3 separate regions of the Zea mays genome follow, and all the other regions are linked to region 3. Evidence: chromatin contacts called from public Hi-C data. All regions are on one chromosome and are shown on one strand. Each heading gives the region's core, a stretch centred on a gene start, on an enhancer-like site or on the middle of the called end of the contact. The rest is flanking DNA. Distances are from core to core; before and after follow the strand shown.

Evidence for each region. Hi-C and Micro-C count contacts between places; a contact is called where the count stands out from the background.
Region 1: a contact with region 3 is called in a Hi-C map of tassel, with 3 times the contacts expected there. The contact joins the promoter of LOC100285951 here to the promoter of LOC100279753 in region 3. A contact is called at or near these places in 4 of 25 Hi-C or Micro-C datasets (bundle sheath, ear, leaf and 1 more).
Region 2: a contact with region 3 is called in a Hi-C map of leaf, with 8 times the contacts expected there. The contact joins the promoter of LOC542378 here to the promoter of LOC100279753 in region 3. A contact is called at or near these places in 4 of 25 Hi-C or Micro-C datasets (ear, leaf and tassel).

Annotation. Positions count from the first base shown.
Region 1 is chr6:144,182,740-144,186,893 of Zm-B73-REFERENCE-NAM-5.0, forward strand. It overlaps LOC100285951, which reads left to right and starts at 1,677. Exons shown (of 8, transcript NM_001413922.1): 1 at 1,677-1,950; 2 at 2,067-2,412.
Region 2 is chr6:144,528,237-144,531,993 of Zm-B73-REFERENCE-NAM-5.0, forward strand. It overlaps LOC542378 (protein kinase 1), which reads left to right and starts at 2,259. Exons shown (of 1, transcript NM_001111954.2): 1 at 2,259-3,757. The coding sequence starts at 2,265.
Region 3 is chr6:144,366,729-144,370,630 of Zm-B73-REFERENCE-NAM-5.0, forward strand. It overlaps LOC100279753, which reads left to right and starts at 2,525. Exons shown (of 18, transcript NM_001360993.1): 1 at 2,525-2,737; 2 at 2,853-3,005; 3 at 3,420-3,560; 4 at 3,768-3,902. The coding sequence starts at 2,661.

The DNA.
Region 1 (4,154 bases), core at 427-2,926, 180 kb before region 3:
TATAGTTCATATTTTCTAGGTTTTATCCTTTTTGGTTGGTTTTGCATGTTTTTGACTTAGAACTGAATTGAATGGACTTATGCACATGTGAATCAAATACTAGGCAAACTAGTTAGTCCATAAGGTTGTAATGGTCATCAAGCACCAAAATCACTTAGAGAAAATGGTTAAGCCCATTTCCATTCTAGTCATTAGCTTATCAATGCATTAAGAAAACACACGATCTCATTAACCTCAGAAAAAGACAAGTATATGTGAACTCTCTACTATTATAAAGCACCCGTTTTCCTGGTTTCCATGGTTCATCCATCATAAGCATCGAACAACTATGCCATTCTGAAATCCTAGATCACACGACTAAGCTCTATCAAAAACACCCTATACATGTATAGTCTTAGCCTGTCAAGATTCGATATGCGGTAGCCCCTCCTCCCGGCTCCAGCCACAACCCATGGCGATGACGGTGCCGCAGATGGCAGTGACACCTACTGCCCACCATTTGCATGGCGCGAACGCGGCATCCCTGGCCCCCGCTGCACCTCGATTGTCTTGCCACCACTCGCTTCATGGTCACCACATGAGATCCCCTAGACCTACTCCACCTTGTGGCAAGGGAGCATGGCTCATCGTCGTAGATGAAGACGACAAGCGAGACCCACGCCTCTAGGCTATGACCTCCATCGATGTATAAAGCCGCCAACACCCACCTCCTCCTCAGATCCCTCTCCCCTACTCAGATCCCTCGCCACCGTCGTCTCCACTAGAGATGGCAATGGAGCTTCGATCCCCGATTCCCCGCGGGGATTCCTCCAATAGGGAATAAGGACGGGGAAGTTTTTCCCCCACGAGGATGTAAACGGGGAAAATTTTCTCGGGTAAATGTTTCCTCGTCTTCATCCCCGTTCCCCGTGGGGACCCGTTAAACCTGTACGTGATGATGTTTTCGTGTAATAGTTAACGATAAAATAAATGGTTACCATGTTAAGTGATCAATCATTTGACAAATGTGTTTACACATGATGATTTATTACATCTAACAATAAGTATAAGTAAAAATGTTTTGCATTAATAACAAATGGTGTATGTTCTAATTATAATTTAAACGGTCCGTCGGGATTTATCCCCGTGAGGAACGAGGATATGGTAGAAATGTCCCCTATAAGGGCTAATTTGGGAGCCACAAAATCGAAGAGAATTGGAGGGACTAAAATCCCCTCATTATTCAGTTTAAAATAAGGAGAGGATTTTAGCCCTTCAATCCCCTCCGGCATTTGGACTCCCAAACTAGCCCTAAGGACTAGTTTGGGAGTTCAGAAATCGGAGGAGCTTTTAGCCCCTTCTTATTCAAACCCCTTCTTATTTAAAATTGAATAAGAAGGGGATTCTAGCCCCTCCAATCCGCTCCGGTTTTGTGACTCCCAAACTAGCCTTAGGTCTTGTTCGTTTTTATCGGATTGCACCTGAAATCGTTGCAGCTAATCAAAGTTTATATAAATTAGAGAAGCACTTCGGTTAGGAATCGTTTCGACCCACCAATCCAGCACAAATGAACAAGGCCTTAAACGTTTATAAAGATTTTCACGAGAAAATTTTTATGTCGACGGCTATGGGAGCTATTCACAGAATGGGAATTTCCGGTTGCCATCCGTAACCTCCACCCACCTCGCGCTCTCGCTGTTCTGCAACACGTGGGTCAGTCGAAGCGGGCTCATCTGCACTGCTGGGTTGTCTAGGACACGACCCTACATCGCGGCTCGCGGGCGTCAGGGCGCAGATCAGCCATGCCTTCCATCGAGCAGTTCCAGCATTGGATGGCAACCAACGTGTGTGCTCTTGTCTTCGTTTATCCGTGCGTGGGTTCTTTCGTCTGGCTGGGGACTCCTGCACGCCGGCTCTCGTACGACCGCCGTTCTCCCGGACTTCGTCGGCTCCCACTTTTGGAACTTCTAGGTGATTCCATCCCTCCTTGCACTCGCTATGCGTGAGCTTGATGGCGCCTATGCGATTTACTTTCTTTGACGACTCTCAGTGGGGCGTGCCTGATCCTCTTATGGCTCCTCTTCCAGTCTATTGTCGCCTTCTAGCAGAGATTGGTGGAAGACGACGATGTCTCGCTAAAGGAGAGGAGTGGAGGAGGCGGGAGCAGCAAGAATGGCGTGCTCCACCAATCTCTGCTTCTCAGTGTCGATTCCTCCTCTCCCAGCCTCTTGTTCTTCTGACTCCTCCCCCTTCCGCACAATGGAGCGTGTGTCCTGCACTCTGTCCAGGTATGTTTCTTGTTGCCCTACCTCCATAGGCATTGGTGAAGCGGTTACGGTGATGGGGATGGGCAAGATCGTGCGGTGGTGCGCTGGGAAGTAGCACTTCCTCGCCAAGAGGAACACCAGGCGCAAGAAGAGGCTCTCCAATATGGTATTCTTCTATCCATCCACTATAGTGTCACTGAAATTTTGTTCAGTTGCTTAATTTGTCTCAGAGGTCATTTGTATAGCTATAAAATTCTCCGTTGGTCCGTCTCCGTGACATGTTGATGTGGAATGTTGATTTCAATAGCGCAATGTGCTCTCGTCTTTTTATTGCTTGATATTTTTATTGTGATAATGTTCATGGAAATTGGAAATGCAAAATGCAAGGCGAGAGTTTGCTTCGCGGATATGTTCTGCGGTGCTTCATTTGTTACTTTCTAGGCATCTCGGTGTACTCATGGACTATTCCTCAAATGTGTGTGGGCTAATATAGATGGCATGAAAAGCTTTTGGCTACAATTTCTTCTTTTATTTTCACTAGCTAGGTAGGAATATATGTTTGAAAATTAGCAACTTGTAGTGTTTGTTAGGTACTAAAGTAACTGGATTCCACTACTCAACACAGAAATGCATCTCATCCCATTCATCAAATCTTAGCCATGCTAAGCAACCTGACTCCCTGCTATCTAACTACCATATCATGTTTGCTATCACTATTTTTTAAAGCAAGAACCAGTGCATCAGTTGAAGTATACATAACAAATCAAATTTTAGGCGATCACATAGTATGAAATATCATGAGCAAGGATTATCATAGATAATCTTTCATGTAAAATGAAAACACTATAAAATTTACCCAAGGGTAAAAGTAGAATAAGTACTCATACAAACTCTAGCATAGATTATTCAATTCTTTTGTTTTTGTAATTAGCATGTCAAATAGCCATTTAAATTGGACAAATAAGACAAGATAAAGGATCAAGAAAGCAAAGTGCTATATCAGAATTAATGGTTGATGTTTTCACAAGTCGTGTTGACCAGCGCTACTTTTGTATTTGATATTGTGTAGAAAAAAGACATTGGTGTTAGCAATCTTCATGATGTATGACATTCAACAAAAAGGAAGAGGGCTACAAGGACTGTTAAGTAGAGTTAGTACCTGCCAAGTTATTAACACTTAGATCCAGCTCGTTTAGGACCAGAGAATCACCCTTCTGAAGCCCACTAAGCACAAATCTAACAAACACATTGTTTCCGGGTCACAAAACTTTAAGATCATAAACATAATTGAACCCTAGGAGGTCACCAAATAAGAGTGAACTTGCCTGCTTGGGAGCCTAGGAGATCATAAACTAATATGATGTTCATAATATGGTGTCTCTGGTCCTTTTTCCTTAAGAGCTTATGCTGACCCCCTCGAAAAATGGGAGCCTGGACTTGCCTGCTTGGGACATTTTCGCATGTGAGCTGAATGATTTTTTTGTTTAAAAATTTAGTTGCTTATCTTTTTTTGTGTGGAAGGGGAACCATGCAATGTGAACCCTGATGATGCAAATACGCCCTTATAACAGGATAACTGTCCACATGGTAACTAATTGATTATTATTGCAGGGTTTTGAGCATGTATGACATAAGGGTTTGAACCTTTGTTAATTCTATATTCACATCTAGGGCTGGAAAAAAAGCTCGAGGCTCGCGAGCCGGCTCGGTGAGGCTCGCGAGCCTAAACGAGCCCGAGCCGAGCCTAATTCCACGGCTCGCTACACTAACGAGCCGAGCCGAGCCGGCTCGGTGAGGCTCACGAGCCGGCTCGAGGCTCGGTCCAAACTACTACAACTATCACTTGTCAGTTGTTAGTTTGTTTATTAGTGTACAGTCATCTAGATCCAGTGACCAGTGTGTTGTTTT
Region 2 (3,757 bases), core at 1,009-3,508, 160 kb after region 3:
AAAACATTGAGATCCAAAATAAGTGCCTGCTTAGCAAATGGCTTTTTAAGTTGTTTAATGAAGACGGACTCTAGCAAAGTCTTTTGACGAAGAAATATCTAAGAAATAAGACCATATCTCAAGTGTCCAGGAAGCCAGGTGACTCTCATTTCTGGTCGGGACTTATGAAGGTAAAGGATACCTTTCTAGGTCTTGGGTCTTTTATTCTCAAAGAGGGAAAACAAATTAGATTCTGGGAACATGTTTGGATAGGGAATCAACCCTTTAAAGTCCAATACCCTTCTCTTTATAATTTAGTATGCAAACAGAGTGATACGGTGGCTAATGTTTTTGAAACTATACCATTAAATATTTCTTTCCGAAGAGCATTAGTAGGACACAATCTTGTTTCATGGCATTCTTTGGTTTCCTGTTTAGTTAACATCCAGCTAACTAATGAGAAAGATGTACTCAAATGGAACTTGACTAGTTCGGACTTGTTCTCTGTAAAATCCATGTATGGTGCCCTTCTAAACAATCCACAAGTTTTTTACAATAAAGCTTTGTGGAAGTTAAAGGTTCCTTTGAAAATTAAGATCTTCATGTGGTATCTTATAAAAGGGGTGGTACTAACTAAGGACAACTTAGCAAAGCGAAACTGGCATGGTAAGAAGAAATGTGTTTTCTGTACAGCCAATGAGAGTATACAACACTTATTTATCGATTGCCATTTCACAAAGTTTGTTTGGAGGTTGGTACAGTGGTGCTTTGGGTTATCTAAACCAAGATCTGTGAGAAATATTTTTGGTGCCTGGTTAACTGGGTCCCATTAAAAACTAAGAAATTAATTATTATAGGTGCTTCAGCAGCATGTTGGGCTATCTGGATAAGTAGAAATGATTTAGTTTTTAATAAAATCACTATGTTAACTTCTTTGCAGGTACTATTCCGGATGACACACTGGCTTAGGTGTTGGACGTTTTTACACAATGAGGAAGCTAAGAACAAGATAAATCAGGCGTGTCGCTGCTTTGAGACGGTGGCTATGCAGTTTTATTCCAAATATGGATGGAGTTTTTCTAATAGAATTCAGTTCTAATAAATTCTTGCTTCAGTCGTTTGTTATTGGTATGGTGACTTTGTTTCAGACGTGAGTCCTGTAAACACAAGTGTGGTGTTTTGTTTGGCCCTAACCTCGTTACGAGGGGAAAGCCGGAACTTGATTCTATTATTAAAAAAATATAAAGACCCGATCAGTCCTTAAAAATCGATAACACACCATTTTATCAAGTTTTAATCCATAGTAGCTTCTGTTTCTATAATATTTTGTCTCTGCCGACAGATAGTTTTAGGGGGTGTTTGGTTACACCCCGCTAAAATTTAGCCCCTGTCCCATCGAATGTTTGAACCTCCGTTCCGGGTATTAAATGTAGTCGGATTATAAAACTAATTTGTCAGCCGAAGATTAAAAGACGCGACGAATCTAGTCCAGTTGGTTGGGTCTATATTTCATACTCCTATTTACCTATTTAAAAGTCAAACGCTTAATATGACCCGGGCTAAACTTTAGCAGGAGCAACCAAACACCCCCTTAATCGGAAACGAGCATCCAGCAAAACGTCGACATCACCGCTTGAAATGAAAGCTGCCATGCTGACCTTATCCTCGACGCGTCTGACTCCGGAAGTGTGCGATGAAAACCATGGTCAATTCGTTTTAATGTTCAATCGTATTCGTACAGAAACATCATCTCTTAACGGTGAAGTGACAGGCCTACTCATTCCGTTCCATTATTAACTGTCGCAATAAAAAAAACGTATTTGTAAAACTTTCTTATATTTAACTAGATTTATAAAAAATACTAGCAACATTTATATCTTTAAATAAATTTATTATGTAAATAGATTCAATGGTCTAATAACATTATTTATGTATTATAAATTATAGTTTGTTTAACTTATCGGGAAACGGAAACGACAATTATATTTAGAGACAAAGAGAGGGAGTAGGTTTGAGCTTGTACTGTATCCTTTTCTTTTCAATGCACTGTCCAAGAAATGGACTTTTCTTGAGCTCTAGCAGTAGCAAAGATTGACTAGAATGGCTGCTGTATACTTCACCATCAATGCGCATAAAGGAAACTTAAACAACTTGAACTCCATAGCACTCTGAATTTGACCAGGTAATGGCGTTTCGCTATCAGGACTGAGACAGAAACTCGGCACACCACGGATACAAGTAGCTGCGCCTGCGCGTTCATCGACCAAAACCCCATCTCAGCAACGATGCCTCGTCCTCTTGCAGCTCTCCTCTCTACCGCTTGCATCCTCTCCTTCTTCATCGCTCTGTTTCCAAGAGCTGCATCATCCCGAGACATCCTACCACTGGGTTCCTCTCTCGTAGTCGAGTCCTACGAATCCAGCACCTTACAATCATCAGACGGGACATTCTCCTCTGGCTTCTACGAAGTCTACACCCATGCCTTCACATTCTCAGTATGGTACTCAAAGACGGAGGCGGCGGCGGCCAACAACAAGACCATCGTGTGGAGCGCAAACCCTGACCGCCCTGTCCATGCCAGGAGGTCGGCTCTAACCCTGCAAAAGGACGGCAACATGGTGCTCACCGACTACGACGGCGCAGCCGTGTGGCGAGCTGATGGCAACAACTTCACCGGCGTCCAGCGTGCTCGGCTCCTGGACACCGGGAACCTCGTCATCGAGGACTCAGGAGGTAACACTGTATGGCAGAGTTTCGATTCCCCAACGGACACTTTCCTGCCGACGCAGCTCATCACTGCTGCGACCAGATTAGTCCCCACAACCCAATCGCGTAGTCCTGGTAACTACATCTTCCGCTTCAGCGACCTCTCAGTGCTGTCGCTTATATACCACGTGCCTCAAGTCTCAGACATATACTGGCCAGACCCTGACCAGAACCTCTACCAGGATGGCCGGAACCAGTATAACAGTACGAGGTTAGGAATGCTTACTGATAGCGGGGTGCTTGCCTCGAGCGACTTCGCTGATGGTCAGGCGCTTGTGGCCTCCGACGTAGGGCCGGGCGTCAAGAGAAGGCTAACTCTTGACCCTGATGGCAATCTCCGTCTGTACAGCATGAACGATTCAGATGGGTCATGGTCAGTTTCAATGGTAGCAATGACCCAGCCTTGCAATATTCACGGTTTGTGTGGTCCTAATGGCATCTGCCACTACTCACCCACACCTACATGTTCGTGCCCACCAGGTTATGCGACGAGGAACCCGGGTAACTGGACTGAAGGCTGTATGGCTATTGTCAACACAACCTGTGACCGCTATGACAAGAGGTCTATGAGATTTGTGCGACTTCCCAATACGGATTTTTGGGGGTCGGATCAGCAACATCTTCTGTCGGTTTCTCTTCGAACTTGTAGGGATATCTGCATCAGTGACTGCACCTGTAAAGGCTTTCAGTATCAGGAAGGCACAGGATCATGCTATCCAAAAGCTTATCTTTTCAGTGGAAGAACCTACCCAACATCTGACGTGCGAACGATATATCTCAAGCTTCCAACAGGGGTCAGTGTTTCAAATGCCCTTATTCCACGTTCCGACGTGTTCGATTCCGTGCCCCGTCGTCTCGACTGCGATCGGATGAACAAAAGCATCAGAGAACCGTTTCCAGATGTGCACAAGACCGGCGGAGGAGAATCGAAATGGTTTTACTTCTATGGGTTCATAGCTGCATTTTTTGTCGTTGAAGTTTCCTTCATTTCGTTTGCGTGGTTCTTTGTTTT
Region 3 (3,902 bases), core at 1,275-3,774:
GCAGCAGACCCCTACCTGGCGCGCCAACTGTCGGCGTTTCGAGACCGGGGGGTCCCTGGGCCGACGAGTGAAATGTCGCTGCGTGCCCCAGCCCAGATGGGTCGGCGCGAGGCCGAGCGCGAAGGGGGGAGAAAGGTGGCCGGAGACGGGCGTGAGAGAGGTGGAAATCCCGCGGCCTTCGTGTTCGTCCCGCGCCCAGGTCGGGTGCGCTTGCAGTAGGGGGTTACAAGCGTCCACGCGGGAGAGGGAGCGAGCGGCCTTACGCGAGCGCTTGTCTCGTCCTCGTCCCCGCGCGGCCAACCCCCTCTAAGAGGGCCCTGGTCCTTCCTTTTATAGGCGTAAGGAGAGGATCTAGGTGTACAATGGGGGGTGTAGCGGAGTGCTACGTGTCTAGCGGAGGAGAGCTAGCGCCCTAAGTACACGCCATCGTGGCGACCGGAGAGGTTTTGGCGCCCGGTTCGTGTGGTGTCGTGGCCGTCGGAGGAGCGCTGGAGCCTGGAGGAAGGACAGCTGTCGGAGCTGTCGAGTCCTTGCTGACGTCCTCTTGCTTCCGTAAGGGGGCTGAGAGCCGCCGTCGTCACAGAGTGTGCGGGGCGCCATCATTGCCTATCTGGCGGAGCGAGTCAGATGGGACGCCGGTCTTGTTCCCCGTGGCCTGAGTCATCTTGGGGTAGGGTGATGATGGCGCCTCCTGTTGACGTGGCTGGTTTGCGCTCTAGGTTGGGCGATGTGGAGGCTCCTCCGAGGTCGAGGTCGAGTCTGTCTTCCGTGGTCGAGGTCGAGTCCGAGCCCCCGGGTCGGGCGAGGCGGAGACCGTCAGCTGAGGCCAGGGCTGAGTCCAAGCCCTGGGGTCGGGCGGAGCGGTGTTCGTCGTCTTCCGGGGTTGATCCCAAATCCAAGCCCTGGGTCGGGCGGAGCGGAGTTCGCCGTCTTCCGGGGCTTAGCCCGAGTCCGAGCCCTAGGTCGGGCGGAGCGGAGTTCGCCGTCTTCCGGGGCTTAGCCCGAGTCCGAGCCCTGAGTCGGGCGGAGCGGAGTTCGCCGTCTTCCGGGGCTTAGCCCGAGTCCGAGCCCTGGGTCGGGCGGAGCGGAGTTCGCCGTCTTCCGGGGCTTAGCCCGAGTCCGAGCCCTGGGTCGGGCGGAGCGGAGTTCGCCGTCTTCAGGGGCTGAGCCCGAGTCCGAGCCCTGGGTCGGGCGAAGCGGAGCTTCCTATGGTGCCTGAGGCCGGGCCTGACTGCCTGTCAGCCTCACTCTGTCAAGTGGCACTGCAGTCGGTACGGCGCAGGCGACGCTGTCCTTCTGTCAGGCCGGTCAGTGGAGCGGCGAAGTGACTGCGGTCACTTCGGCTCTGTCGACTGAAGGGCACGCGTCAGGATAAAGGTGTCAGGCCACCTTTGCATTAAATGATCCTGCGATTTGGTCGGTTGGCGCGGCGATTTGGTCAGGGTTGCTTCTTGGCGAAGACAGGGCCTCGGGCGAGTCGGAAGTATGTTCGTCGCTGGAGGGGGACCTCGGGCGAGGCGGAGATCCTCCGAGGTCGGCTGCCCTTGCCCGAGGCTAGGCTCGGGCGAGGCGTGATCGAGTCCGTCGAATGGACCGATCCCTGACTTAATCGCACCCATCAGGCCTTTGCAGCTTTGTGCTGATGGGGGTTACCAGATGAGAATTAGGAGTCTTGAGGGTACCCCTAATTATGGTCCCCGACAAGAAGTGTTTCTCATGCAAGTAACAATCTTAAGGGCTGATTTTTTTACAATAAAATTAGAGTGGACCTATGAGAGAGAAAAATCCCTTGTTATTTATTTCTTTTTAATTTTCTGATCACTAAATCAGCCCTAAATATTTTTTACAAAATGAATGACCCTTCTGCAGTGGCGAGTGATGGGCCAAAATTATAAAAGCATGACCCATGAGTTTTATTACGTTTTATTCTTTTTGATTGGACATGACGACATATACATTGTCGCCTTTTCCCTTGCCCGCACACTGACCAATTTAAGAAAAAACTAATTCAAGAATTTAAACAAATGACGAGCAACAATTTGAAGTGCCTGATAAAGCAACTTCCATATACTAAGTACCAACATATCTTGTGTAAATTGCTGGAAGATAATATTAGATACAATGCTTGAAATAGTATTTATTGGAACTTCTTAAATGATGTGACCAAATTAAAATTACAAATGAATAATAGTTTTATTCAATATAATATTATTTTTACAAAAAAAATCTAAGTAATAGTTTCTACAGGAAGTGCACGGTTTTGAATGGGGATGGGGAATGTGTGTGTTTAGAGTTGGAAATCCAACCTCGATACCATGTGCTACTGCTACCTGTCCGTCAGCAACGTGTGACAAAATTACTTCGGCCCATTGGATCCCAGCCCATTTTATGATTTCACACCGCAGCCCACCGTACCTGCCCCATCAGCGTTCCTTCAGCCCATGAAATGAACGCCATCTCTCTTGCGCTCGGAGTCCCTTTGGCGCGAAGATCTGGCGCCAAGCCGCCGCCTCCTTCCCGTCAAGACCACTCCCCCGGCCCCACCCGCCGCCCCCTTCTTCTTCCCTAGAGGCCTAGACCTATTCCAGCCGAGAGTGACAATCTCCAGTCCAAAGCTCTATTGCAGACCTCGAATCTTCCACAAGGGGCATTCGTTAGTGATGGAGGCGTTCGGTGGGTTCTTCGTGGACGAGAAGGCAGTGCGAGTGGAGAACATCTTCCTTGAGTTCCTGAAGCGGTGAGTCAGCCCCCGCCGCCGCCGCCTATTCTGCAGCAGCCATTTTTATGTCTTCTTCTTCTAGGGTTCTGCCTGTTTGACTGAGGCGGTGGGTATGGTGTTCTTGGACCTGCAGATTCAAGGAGTCGGATGGCGCGGGGGAGCCGTTCTACGAGGCCGAGATGGAGGCTATGCGGTCGCGGGAGTCCACCACCATGTACGTAGACTTTGCGCACGTCATGCGCTTCAACGACGTCCTCCAGAAGGCCATCTCCGAGGAGTACCTCAGGTGAGACTAAAGTTCCTTTTACATTTTGGTTTGACATGATAGAAGCTGGTCTGTGAAAGTAAAGTGGACAGGTTTGGTACTCGAATTTGAGATTGAGACTGGTCCGAATTCTCATGTTTTGAATGGACACCAAGCGGGGGAAATGGGGGTGGGGCGATTTGGTTAACCTTTGGGGATTTCTGGATTAGATTTAATTCAATACAATCAACATATTTTGATTGGATTTGTGGAGACTGGACAAAAATGTAGTAGTTTGTTGTCGGTTTCTACTTTCTAGTAACCTGTTTATGTGTCCTTTTATTATATTATAATTTATTAGAAAATTAGAATTTTTGCTAAACTTTGAACATTCATTTGCGACCTTCTTAATTTGTCAAAGTAAGTTCTAACAACTGGCTCTTTTATTGTATTCAGGTTTGAACCATACTTATGGAATGCATGCAAGAGATTTGTGTTGGAACACCGGGCTGGCGAGAACCGTGCCCCAATCATCTCAGATGATAGCCCCAACAAAGATATCAACATTGCCTTCTATAACATCCCGATGCTTAAAAAGTAGAGCCTACTGCCCCAGTAGATCTTATATTTATTTTCTTTATTTCCTTTTCAATTTTAGTAGAAGAAAATGTTATTTGCTTGTGATTTAGCATGGTTCATGGATTCTGCAAAGCGATTGTCTTCAGCAATCCTTTGATAAATTCTATGAGAATGCTTAATTGCAAGATAGTCAATCAAATTTGACTGAAATTACTGTTATGGCAGACTGAGAGAGCTTGGGACAGCCGAAATCGGTAAGCTCACAGCAGTAATGGGTGTTGTCACACGGACAAGTGAAGTGCGGCCTGAACTATTGCAAGGCACCTTCAAATGCCTCGACTGCGGCAATGTTGTAAAGAA